Regions from separate parts of the Hordeum vulgare genome. Here regions 2 and 3 are each linked to region 1. Evidence: chromatin contacts called from public Hi-C data. All regions are on one chromosome and are shown on one strand. The core of a region is the stretch at or near the end of the contact, and the rest is flanking DNA. Distances in the headings are between cores, read along the strand shown. Region 1 holds the start of LOC123443000 (cell division cycle-associated protein 7-like). Region 2 holds the start of LOC123442994 (auxin-responsive protein IAA1-like). Region 3 holds the start of LOC123443002 (transcription factor GTE8-like).

Region 1 (3,711 bases), core at 865-3,364:
ACGACAAACCGGACATATCCAATTAGGATTGCTCTTAGCTTCCAGCACATTCTCACCATACCTGCATTTGTTATAAAATGTCAGTCCAATGAAAAATACACAGCCATCTCTAATCATTTTTTCTGTTACAAGCATTGCAGTACCAAAATGGAGGTGACATTTCACATCAACTTGGAACAAATATTCAGAAGCGCACAGTAAAATAACGTAAATTCTTGGAAAAAGAACTCACCTCATGTACAAACAATCTCCGCAGAACTGCCCTTGGACAATCTGGCAATTACAGCATCTTGTACGATGACCCAGAGTTTTCTGGCTGTATCATGGAAGGATCATTCATTGTGCCAAGGTTAAACAAAGATGACAAACCAAAACAAAGTTGCTATCATGCATCCTCAAGAAAACTTCTAAATCTTCCATTACATACAATCCATCAGTTGTGACCGCAAAAGCTTCGATACATCACTAGAAACTCACAGATTCTGACTGCAATAACTTACAACAGCATGTCTTTGTTAATTTTTACATTCTCTTCACACTGAGAATAGACCCTTTTTACCACACAATAAGTGTTATAGGTTCATGTTAATGCTTCTATTTATGCTATAAGTTCAGCAAACTGCACAGATGAGAACGGTCTAGCAAAGGAACGTGTACAAATTTTACAAGAATCTGAGGGGAGGGGGACTTACCGGCACTGATGACAGGTTTGGCCCCTCACTTGATCATAGATGCGCTTACCATCCTTGTCACAACCGTCCACAAAGAGAGTCCAGGGTGTCCCACATGTACCTAAAAGCTTCTCATGCTCTTCTGTGTAAACTTCTTCCTTGCATCCTTCCTCAATCGAGAAAGGCCTTCCACCTTCAAGACCCTTCTCTTTTTTCTCGCAGATTTCAACATAGCTAACCGGCTCCACGCTCTTCAACCTAAATTGAACATGATCGCAAACGAGTAAGATTCACATTAATGCCAGGAAAGGGGCACCTGCGGTGACTGAATGTTAAGGATTGAAGAAAATGAATATCAAAAGTTATCAACCCGCTAGCTTAAACTCAATCAACATAAATACAAGAATTCTTCTGTAGTATTGCCTAATGTAGACCTTTGAACCAAAAAAAGAAGAAAAAAAAACGCCCCCAGATAACTTGATGCACTGTAAAAAGGAATGTAAATTGTCTTCATGTACACAAGAAAGCGACAGTCTCTTACTGAATCTGAACTTGTGGCATGAACTTGACGATAAATATCCCATGAGAAATCAACCTATTTCGGGAAACTAAGGATTTGAGGTGCCAATTTCAGAGGGTAAGCATTAAAATACTACCAAAAGTAGTAGTCAGGGTGAAACAAACGGCCAGGAGCATAATTACCAGATTTCACGTTATACGACCAAATCTATACAACAAACATGAAAAAGGGCAATACTCATACTGCAAAAGGGGAACGAAATTAGCATGTTCATACTTGATGATAGACGCACAAGAATAACAAGCTGCACAAGATGAAGAGCATTTGCAGTGGGATGAAGATGATGAGCAGAAGAGTAATAAGCCGCACAAGAAGTCCGTGGATTCCTCCAATAAACCGAAGAGGAGATGAAGCTACTACATGCCAAGAAGATAGATCCGCCCGCCGCAAACGAACCTGAGAGACCGGCGCGCGGGCGTCGAGGAGGCGGTCCTGATCCTGGGAGCGGCGGCGTCGGCGGGGGAGCCCGGCGTCTCCGGCCTCCGTCGCCAGCGGCCGCGACCGGTGCCGGTGCCGGCGGGGGTGGCGGACTGGTTGAAGCGGGTGGCGAGGTCGACGAGGCCGAGCTTCTGCATCCGCTCCATGTTCTCCCTGATCCTCGCCTCCCGCTCCCGCTCGTAGCCTTCCGCCGCGGCCGTCAGCGGGGACACGGGCGACGGGGTCCTCGGCGCCTCGACCTCGGCCGCCGCCAGCGGGCCCTTGGGCGGGCGGCCGCGGCGCTTCGCCTGCGCCGCCGGGGAGGAGGCCTCCGCGCTGGCGATGGGCTGGGTGGTCGCCATGGCTTCTTCTTCTTCCGGCGGCGGCGGCGTTTCCGAGGTGGCGAGGTTTGTGGGGGAAGGGAGGAAGCCGGGAAACCCCAACGGTTAGATTGAGGTTTTGCCGGTGCGTGCGTGGTGGGGTGATATGTAGTGCGACCGCGCGGTTTACCTCGCCGCGTGCTGCGGTGACCGTTGGGAACCTGCTACTGAGACTGGCAGCTGGGGCCCGCGCCTCGCGGAGAGGGGGGCCGCCGGTCAGTGAGCGGAACCCACGTTCGCGCGAGCTCGTGGGGCTAGCAGTAGTGGATAGTGGGATCACGCCACGCATCGACACGACTGGGGGAGTGTTAAAAATAAATAACTTTAGGGGATAATCCCCGGTAAATGCAGTTCGGCTCTTGGGAGCATACGTTCCTGCGTATTAAAAATGGTTTCTGTAAATGTTAATTTTTTTAGAAAGAAATGCTTGTGTTCATTGTCACATCAAAATGCTACATGCAAAACTTTTAAGGGATAAGCTTAAGCATCTTGTCGTGCGTAAAATGAACAAGTTGAACATCACATGTTACACATATTTTTGTTACAAGTTGAACGTAAAATGTTACCCTATATTCAAATGTTACACATATTTTTTTTTTCCTTCGAAGCATTGCTATCCTGTTTATCGAGCACACTTATTATATTAAAAAAAACACACTTATTATATTAAAAAGAACATCAACAGAAAAGATCATTTTATTTGAATTTACTGTTTATCAGGGAGCACGTGCACCCCATAGCCAAAACAACTCTCACATAATTCCCGCGGAACGACATCTTTATGGACCATTGCGTCCCTCTGATGCGTCTGTTTCCATTGGATATAAGTGTTCATTTGTAATCAATAAAGAACTGTTCGAATCAATTGTTACATTGTTCTATCAATATTGTTAGAAGGGATAAGATGATTGGTTGAATGGTTGGATTGTATTGCTTGAGCCCCGTGGGCATATATATAAAAGTACATGACCATCTTGGAGTAAAAGTCAAGGTAGAAACAATCCTAATCTATCATATACTTCCTAATAATCATTATATTCAACATCCCTTCGCGGTCACAACAGTAGCCACAAAGACGGTGAGACTGAAGAAGAATCTGAAGGTAAGCCCGTGACCCCCCCCCCCCCCCCACACACAGTCATAACGGTCGATGTATCACGGAAGTCGTGAGTGGAGTAAAAACCGACGAGGTTGCTCAAGCAATGAGATAGCCCTTCGTGCTGATGCCGAGGTAGCCAAAAGCATAGGATGGTGTAACCATTATCGAGGTAGCCGTGCAAAGAACGTCGTGGTCGATGTCGAGTCGAGATAGCCGGTGTCAAGGAAGTCGCCATGGAGCTGCGGGCGCAAGGAGGCACCGAGTTAGTCATGGGTGCATTGGTATTGAACTAGTTATGCGCCGGGAAGAAGACGTTGTTGATGATGCTACTTTTAAAATGCATTGGGATTTTCCCCGAATAGGAGAGAAGATGCAACACACTAGAGATAAATATTCCCCTCAGTGAGAATCAAGGTTATGAAACCAATGGGAGAATCACGCAAACCCTCGTCGGCAGCACCTACACACACAAAACCAAACACTTGCACCCAATGCAGACAAAAGGGTTGTCAAGCCCCTTAAACTCGTTACTTGCAAGGATTAAATGCTAATAGATATACAATA
Region 2 (3,711 bases), core at 614-3,113, 460 kb before region 1:
AAACTAACATCGTCATTAACCTGAAAACAATTAGGTGGGGAAGGTTGCCATTGCACAATGCTCTTTGTGGCTGATACATTAGGTGTGCCTTAGTCGCTAAACTCTTACCTTTGTGATTTGACTTGGTCTCCGCAACAAAGTGACAAGAAGTAAAGGACAACCAATAAGTATCCACAAAAGCAGTAAAAGCAGAAACAAATGCATTCCCCTTACCCAAAATCAAATTGTTTTCAAATGCCAAGCTGCGAGAAGCTTTTCCATCAACACAAGCAATAAATCTAGTCCTCGAAATATAAATAGCTCCTCCCCCGACATATCCCAAATATTTTTCATAGCACACGCAACGCACGAGCCTTAGGCACATAACGAGAGTATGAAAAACACTTTCGTCTTTGACACCACAATTGGAGCACATATCAGAATTAGTTTGATGGTGCGTTGCTCTATAACTTGGACTGCTAAACTATTGGATACAACACATTAAGCAAAAAATAATATCTTGTCGGGAGGGGATTATCTTCCGAATAATACCATACACACTCTCCTTTTCCATTCACAACACCACTAGACTGCCCGAAGACATCCTTGAGATTTAACACAAGGTTGTACGCATTGTTAACTAAAAAACAATTCTTCTCAAAATGCCACGCAATAAAATCATCATCTTCAGACGACATAATACGTAGACTAAATTTTCCTCTGCATCATGGGGATACAACATATTCCTTCAAGCTCGTCCCATCTCCTCGATCCGGTCAAAAATAAATGAGACACCCACTTGAGCCTTGTTTTGTTCCTTTTGCCCGTAATTTTTAGGCCAGAACTTCTCGAAAATCAATTATCTCTCCAAGTACTCATGCTATACCCATAAACAACCCTCCAATTATCAATTGGTTTGCCATGTCGATCAATGATTACTTGATTAGGGGTCAGTCTTTTTGGGCGTCTTAAAAAGTAAGTTGTCTCTCTTTTAGCTTTAAAAAAATAAACAACTCCTCAGATTGACTTGATTAGATGTCCCTGATGACTTTGTCAATCTCGTGATCCGTCTACTCCCTCTGTTCTTAATTTTCTTTCCGGAAGATTCTATTCCAAACTACATATGAAATGAAATGAATGGAACTATATTTTAAAATATATCTATATATATCTGTATGTAGTTCATATCAAAATATTTTAAAAATAATTATACTTTCTTCGTTTTTAAATAATCATAGTTGATTTTTTTAGTTTAGTTTTCTCTAGCTATAATTATTTATGAACGGAGAGAGTATATTTATGAACAGAGGATACAACGCATGTTGTGTTTCTCCAAACAAAATCTCGGAACCATTTTTGACCCTTGGCCAAAAACCAATCGGAACAAGGTGGCGTGTCAGCCGGGAACAAAGCCCCCGCACAAGATTTGGTTCCATCGGGCGCGACCCACCGGCAGCACGGACGGATCCATGTTGGTTGAGGCCGACGGTGCAACCGTACGTGCGTGCGCCCATGATATCGATACGACGCGCGCCCCCAGCAGTTCCGTCCTGGACGGGCCTCCCGCGCCGTCCGCTGCCCATCGCCCGGCCCCGCCGCTCGCCGGTTCCGCGGGCCGCTGCAGGGCGCCCAACCGGCAGCCCGGGCCCACCCGCCCCGTGCCATCCGTTCCGTTTCGGGAAGGCCGACCCCTGCCTCTTTTGCGCTCTGCCCCTCGTGCTTGTCTAGCATTGCACCGCAGCCCTAGCCAGGGATGGAAGCAGGGGCGTAGGTGGAAATAAGGCGTAGGGCTTGTGTCGGTGCGTAAAGCTCGGCGCCGTGACCGTTGACCGTCGGTGACCGGTGGCCGCCCGCCCGCCCGCCCGCCTCTGTCTATAACCAACCTGCCGCCGCCCCGGACCGCACAACACAAAGCTGGACCACAGGCAGCACCAGCCGCAGCAGCCGAGGAAGACGACGCAGCCGACACCGCCGACACGCGCGGAGCTCAAGAGAGGCCGGCGGCCATGTCGGCGGAGACGGAGCGGAGCTCCACGGAGTCCTCCGCGGTGTCCGGGCTCGACTTCGAGGACACCGCGCTCACGCTCACCCTGCGCCTTCCCGGCTCCTCCCCCGCCGACCCCGACCGCAAGCGCGGCGCCTCCTCCTCCTCCTCCTCCCGCTCCCTCGCCGACCGCTCCTCCCTCCTCGCCGAGGCTCCGCCGGCCCCCAAGTACGTGCCGCCGTCCCTCCCCCTCCCTTGTCTGTCTGTTCCCCGTAAAAAAAAGGCTTTCTTGCTTGCGATGAACCGCGCGGGAATTCGTTGGGTTGGGATTGACTGACCTGACTGGGGTTTCCGTTGTTCGTTTGGTTCGCCAGGGCGCGGGTGGTGGGCTGGCCGCCGGTGAGGTCGTTCCGCAAGAATGCGCTCGAGAACGTCGCCGCCGGTTCCACCAGGGCGGCGGCGGCCGCGCCGGCCAAGTTCGTCAAGGTGGCCGTCGACGGCGCGCCGTACCTGCGCAAGGTGAACCTGCGGGACCACGCCGGCTACGACCAGCTCCTCCGCGCGCTCCAGGACAAGTTCCGCTCCCACTTCACCATCAGTGAGTACCTCAGTTCGGCCCCTCCCCGCCTCCGGCCGCTGCTCATGCTTGCCGGCTTCATGTTCTGTTCTCAGCTGACGACGTGCTGGGTGTGGGTGCGCAGGGAAGTTCGCCAACGACGAGAAGAAGCTGGTGGACGCGGTGAACGGGACGGAGTACGTGCCCACCTACGAGGACAAGGACGGCGATTGGATGCTCGTCGGCGACGTCCCCTGGAAGTGAGCTTCTTGCGCCATCGTCCTCTCCTTTAACCTTGATGGTTTCGTTTCTTTACTTACTTACTTATGCAAAGTTTGTGTCCTAACGCTAATTTCTGCTACTATGTGCTTGCATGATTGTTTGGACTGGGTTAATTTGTTTGTCAGGACTGATCAAAGTGCTTATCCTTGATCTGGGTGAATTGACCAAATCCCGTAGTACTTTCACAAGTGATTTTTGTTAAGATTAGATTGCTTGCTTGATTGAGATCTGCAACGGACATGGTTGTGATGAATTGTTTGCTTTACGATTTGGGTAGGAAACACCAAGGTTGCTTTGTTTGCGGTTCAGAGCAAGAGATTGATTTTTCATACGTAATAATTCGATCCCCAGGAGATGTTGTTGGTTGTTGGCACTAACACAGTGCATTGCGTGGGCCTGTAGCATGAGATTTGAACAGATTAATTGCTTCTCTGATTCCGTCTGCATTTATCTTGTTATTGTAGCTTGTATAAGAATATGGCAGACCTGAGCAAAGTGATTTGGGAGCCAACTGAATACCATTTTTAAAGTGAACATAAGCTGTCCCTTTTCCCCCTGAAGTTAATCTGAATTCACCTAGTGGAGCATGGATAATCGAAGAAAACGAATATACTCTGCCTGATTTACTTGCATCTCTGTTTTTGAGCTCATGTCGCATCCAGAGGAATTGACCCTGTGGGTCTTATAAGAATTGGATGTTGGGTCCTTTCTTGGTTCTTGCGCCTCGGTAGTGCATTACAACTATTTGTATGCTATATACCTTAGCACATTATAAGAAAACTTTGATGTCCAGCTTCTTTCCAGTAACAGGGCAGACCATGATGCCTATCCATCAGCCTATGCCTAACCCAAAGAATCTGCTTCGTAACTTTGTTAAGATAGGCTACCAGGGATAAGGTTTCCTTTCTAG
Region 3 (3,711 bases), core at 746-3,245, 320 kb after region 1:
TGACTGAGGCCAGAAACATTCACAGCCTCATTCTCAGAAGGCTGAGATTTTGTCTGCTGATGATCTCTTTCTTGCAAATACGCGTCAACATGCCTCTTCAGTTCAAATAATACTTCATCACTGAGTGCATGGATATCAATCTCTATCTCTCCATCCCCAATGTGCTCTGCTTTGTTGTCAATACACTGCTGTAACAAATCAATGATGTGACCAGGTAATTCTTCTGGGCCCTCGGTCAAAGAAGTTAAGCAGTCTCCAAAGGTTTCTCTCTCCTTGGATGTCATCTTTGGCTTCACAATCTCAGTTAGCCTGACAGGGTCTATTGATAGGTTACTTCGGTCCACAGGAGGGGTCTTCCTCCTCTTTGAGTCAGCCCTATCAGCCTCAACATGTGGCTTAGTGGCGGCAGTAGCTAACTTCTTCTCAACTGTTCTCCATCTGGACTCAAACATTTTATTCAGTTGAATGGCCAGATCATGCACTACATGCCCTCGAGGATTATAAGTTATCGCATTGTTAAAGGTCAGCCTGACATCAGCTGCAAAATCATATGGACTTGCGTAGGAACCAGAATCTAGCTTCTTCTTGATGGTCCCAAGGTCCATCGGGTGCTTGATAATGTCATTATAATCTGGAAGGTTCAGCTTTTCCACGTCTACTGGATCATTAAAAATATGACTACATTTCTGAGTCATCAGCTTCTTAAGGATAGCTTCGCACTGCTTCAGAATTGTAGCTTCAGGCAACACTGTAGACGTTTCAGGCCGGGGTTTTGTTGGCAAGAAGCGTCCCTTGGCACCACGGACAACATGGCTTCCCCGTTGCACTTTTTTAGATCTAGGGGCAGCTGACGATGAGAACGCAGGTGCTTTGCTGACAGGCATGATGGACAAAAACTCTGGCTTCTTGAGGAGTTCTCGAACCGAATCAAGCTCTGTCCGGAATCTCTTCCGAAGGTAGCGCCGCTCAGACGACGACATCTTAGACGGGACAAAGATCTCTCGCTTGACATCAAAGCCATCACTATTAAGGCTGATGCACTTGCGTTTTGGCACAGAGAAATCTTCCGAGCCAACACGAACAGGGCTGCCTGACTCACCCACAGTCTCTGCGTAACCCGCGCCACGGTAGGCTATTTCATCATAACTCCGTTTAGTCTGAATCTGCGGGCCAGACTCCATGCGGACCGTTGGTCCCATGTAACCAGGCGCCAGCGAGGCGCGGATCTGCAGAATAACGACAAACAGCTTCAGAAACCAAATTCAAATCTCTTGCCGGTTGAAACGAAAGCACACAAACCGAGATTTACATGCTGTGCAGCAAAACCCTAACATTACACCTGGCCCTGGGACCAATCCGTGCCAAGCGAGCCTATGTCATGGCTTGAAAGCGGGATATGGCAGCATCATTTGTTATGTTTTTACTAGTGAAATCAGTCAGATCTAAATCCAGACAGAAGCTACAAATGCACATGTCAACGAATGAAATTCAGATTGGAAGGGGATTAATTCACCTTAGGCTTGGAGATTGAGGTCGTTGGCATCTGGAACGAGACCGTGGGGCGCCCCGTGATCCCCTGCCCGGCGTCAACGCCCTCGGCGGCTGTGGCTCGAGGACAGATCCGCCGCTGTGGCTCGACGGTGAGCCGGCTAGCGCCTCCGCCCTCTGCCTACTGTGGGCAGGACTGCCGCCGGGTCACCGTGCGGGCGGGCCACGGGGCCTCCTGGGAGCGGGACGGCGAGCGGCCGCGGCGTGGATTCTCCGGGCTCCGGCCGCGGCGTCGGGTGAGACGGGAGGTGCAGGGTGCGATGCGGTGGGCGTCCGTGGCTGCTTATCCTTTTCCTCGACGAAGCGACCGAGCCCGAACCCCTTGTCCTCGCCGAAGCGACCGAGCCCGAACCCAAAGTAGAGTCGGTTCCTGCGCACGAGTCCAGTCTAGACCCGAAGTGGACCGGAGCTGAGAAGAGCGGAGCGAAACGGTACGATTCGATGCGACTTGACGCGCGGGGGACGGGCGCTCCCTCTAGGTGGGTATTTATAGGAGAGGCGGGGTGCGGTGGGCGGTGCGTGCCGGATCGTGGCCGTCGGTTCGCGGGGATCGGACGGGCAGAGGGGGAGATGTAGGCGCGGGGCCCGCCGGGACCGGCGTGACGTGGAGCGGAGCGCGCTTTGACTTTCTTCCAGAAGGTTTCTGGTTTGGAGAAGGATCGCGCGCTGTCCGACGATGTACCGTGGGGCGACGAGGTTTCCGGGCCCGCGTGTCATTGGGGTTGGGTAGGTTTCGTTCGGTCCCGTGCTGTTTGGGGAGCAGCCGTCTTTTGTCCGGCACGCGGGATCTGGGTGCGGGTGACGGCCTGCTGGATTTGGGGAGCGGTGTGACTTGGAGGTGAAGGCTGGTGACACGTGGAAGCAGGTGGGTCTTGAGACTCCTTTGTCTGCCTGCTGGGTGTTTCTCTCTTGTGAAGTGGAGCGACGGATTTCTTCTCGTCAAAAATGAAGCGAGCAAACCACGTACGGGATAGGAAAATTCCTATTTACCGTTGGATCATCAAAACTATTAGAGTAAAACGAGATTAAACGAAAGTGAATGGATGATTAGTCATGTTTCTATTCTTTATTTTAATAATAAAGCAATTAGTGTTTCTGTCGTTCGTCATTAATACTATCCCTAAAGTTGATATAAATTACCCACTATGCCACCCATAAGTAAAAAACGTTTCAGATTTTCCCACAGTTGCAGTTTGGTTTGTTATTATAAAGAGATGATACGAAAAGAGAGCACAGACACTCGTCCGCCATAGTGACTAAGGCATTGTTGTTCTACGTAGGTGACCAGCGTTTGATCCCCATCCTGTACAGTTTTTCCTTTCAATCCTTTTCTCACGCAGTGTCCTCCCTTCATGAGCCAGGCCGGCGTGTGCGGGGTTGGACTCTTTTATTTTTGTTCGTTTTTCTTTCTTCTTTTCTCATTTTGTTCTCATATTTCTACTCCCCCGTTTTTAAATATAAGACATTTTTGAGATTTCACTAGAACACTATATACGGAGCAAAATGAGTGAATCTACACTATAAAATATGTCTACATGCATCCGTATATAGTTTATGGTGTAATTTTTATTAGGTCTTATATTTAGAAATGGAGGGAGTATAAATTAATTCGGCATATCTAAATTTCCAAAGTGGTGAATTATAAAAATGTTCGCAAAATTATAAATTGTATGTGAATTCAATTTTTTTTAGGAAATCATAAAAGTTTCGTGGATTCAAACAATATTGGTGTATTTGTAAAAAAATCAAGATTTGAAAAAATAGACGGGAAATGATTATGCTCGTGATTTTGAAAAAATGATCGTGTGTTCAAAACATATTCGGGAATCGGAAATAAGTGTCCATCAAATTTATAAAATGTACACAAAAAGTAAAAAAAATTGTTCCCTGGTTTTAAAAAGGTAGAGTAATCTAAAAAATGTTTGTTGAGTCAAAAAATGCTCATGAACTTGAAAACTTTTTATGCATTTCAGAAAATCTTCGTAAACAAAACTAATGTTCGTGATTTTTTTGTGAAAATCCAAAATTTCAAAAAATGACAATTTAAAAGCTATTCACCAATTCAAAGTCTTCTATGTCTAGGATTTGATTAGATTTCCGAAAGTCTTTATATGTATAGACGTGGGAGTAGTTTGTGATCGATGAGATTTGTTTTAAAACTTT

Evidence for each region. A called contact is a pair of places that touch in the nucleus more often than the background predicts.
Region 2: a contact with region 1 is called in a Hi-C map of leaf, with 2.9 times the contacts expected there. The contact joins the promoter of LOC123442994 here to the promoter of LOC123443000 in region 1. A contact is called at or near these places in 2 of 6 Hi-C or Micro-C datasets (leaf and seedling).
Region 3: a contact with region 1 is called in a Hi-C map of leaf, with 4 times the contacts expected there. The contact joins the promoter of LOC123443002 here to the promoter of LOC123443000 in region 1. A contact is called at or near these places in 3 of 6 Hi-C or Micro-C datasets (leaf and seedling) and 1 of 1 datasets of contacts at active chromatin or transcription factors (embryo).

The regions. Positions count from the first base shown.
Region 1 is chr3H:68,628,790-68,632,500 of MorexV3_pseudomolecules_assembly, forward strand. It overlaps LOC123443000 (cell division cycle-associated protein 7-like), which reads right to left and starts at 2,115. Exons shown (of 5, transcript XM_045119208.1): 1 at 1,648-2,115; 2 at 693-929; 3 at 233-316; 4 at 1-61. The coding sequence starts at 2,030.
Region 2 is chr3H:68,172,791-68,176,501 of MorexV3_pseudomolecules_assembly, forward strand. LOC123442994 (auxin-responsive protein IAA1-like) reads left to right here and starts at 1,864. Exons shown (of 5, transcript XM_045119202.1): 1 at 1,864-2,191; 2 at 2,338-2,561; 3 at 2,665-2,779. The coding sequence starts at 1,986.
Region 3 is chr3H:68,946,197-68,949,907 of MorexV3_pseudomolecules_assembly, forward strand. It overlaps LOC123443002 (transcription factor GTE8-like), which reads right to left and starts at 1,996. Exons shown (of 10, transcript XM_045119210.1): 1 at 1,514-1,996; 2 at 1-1,226. The coding sequence starts at 1,543.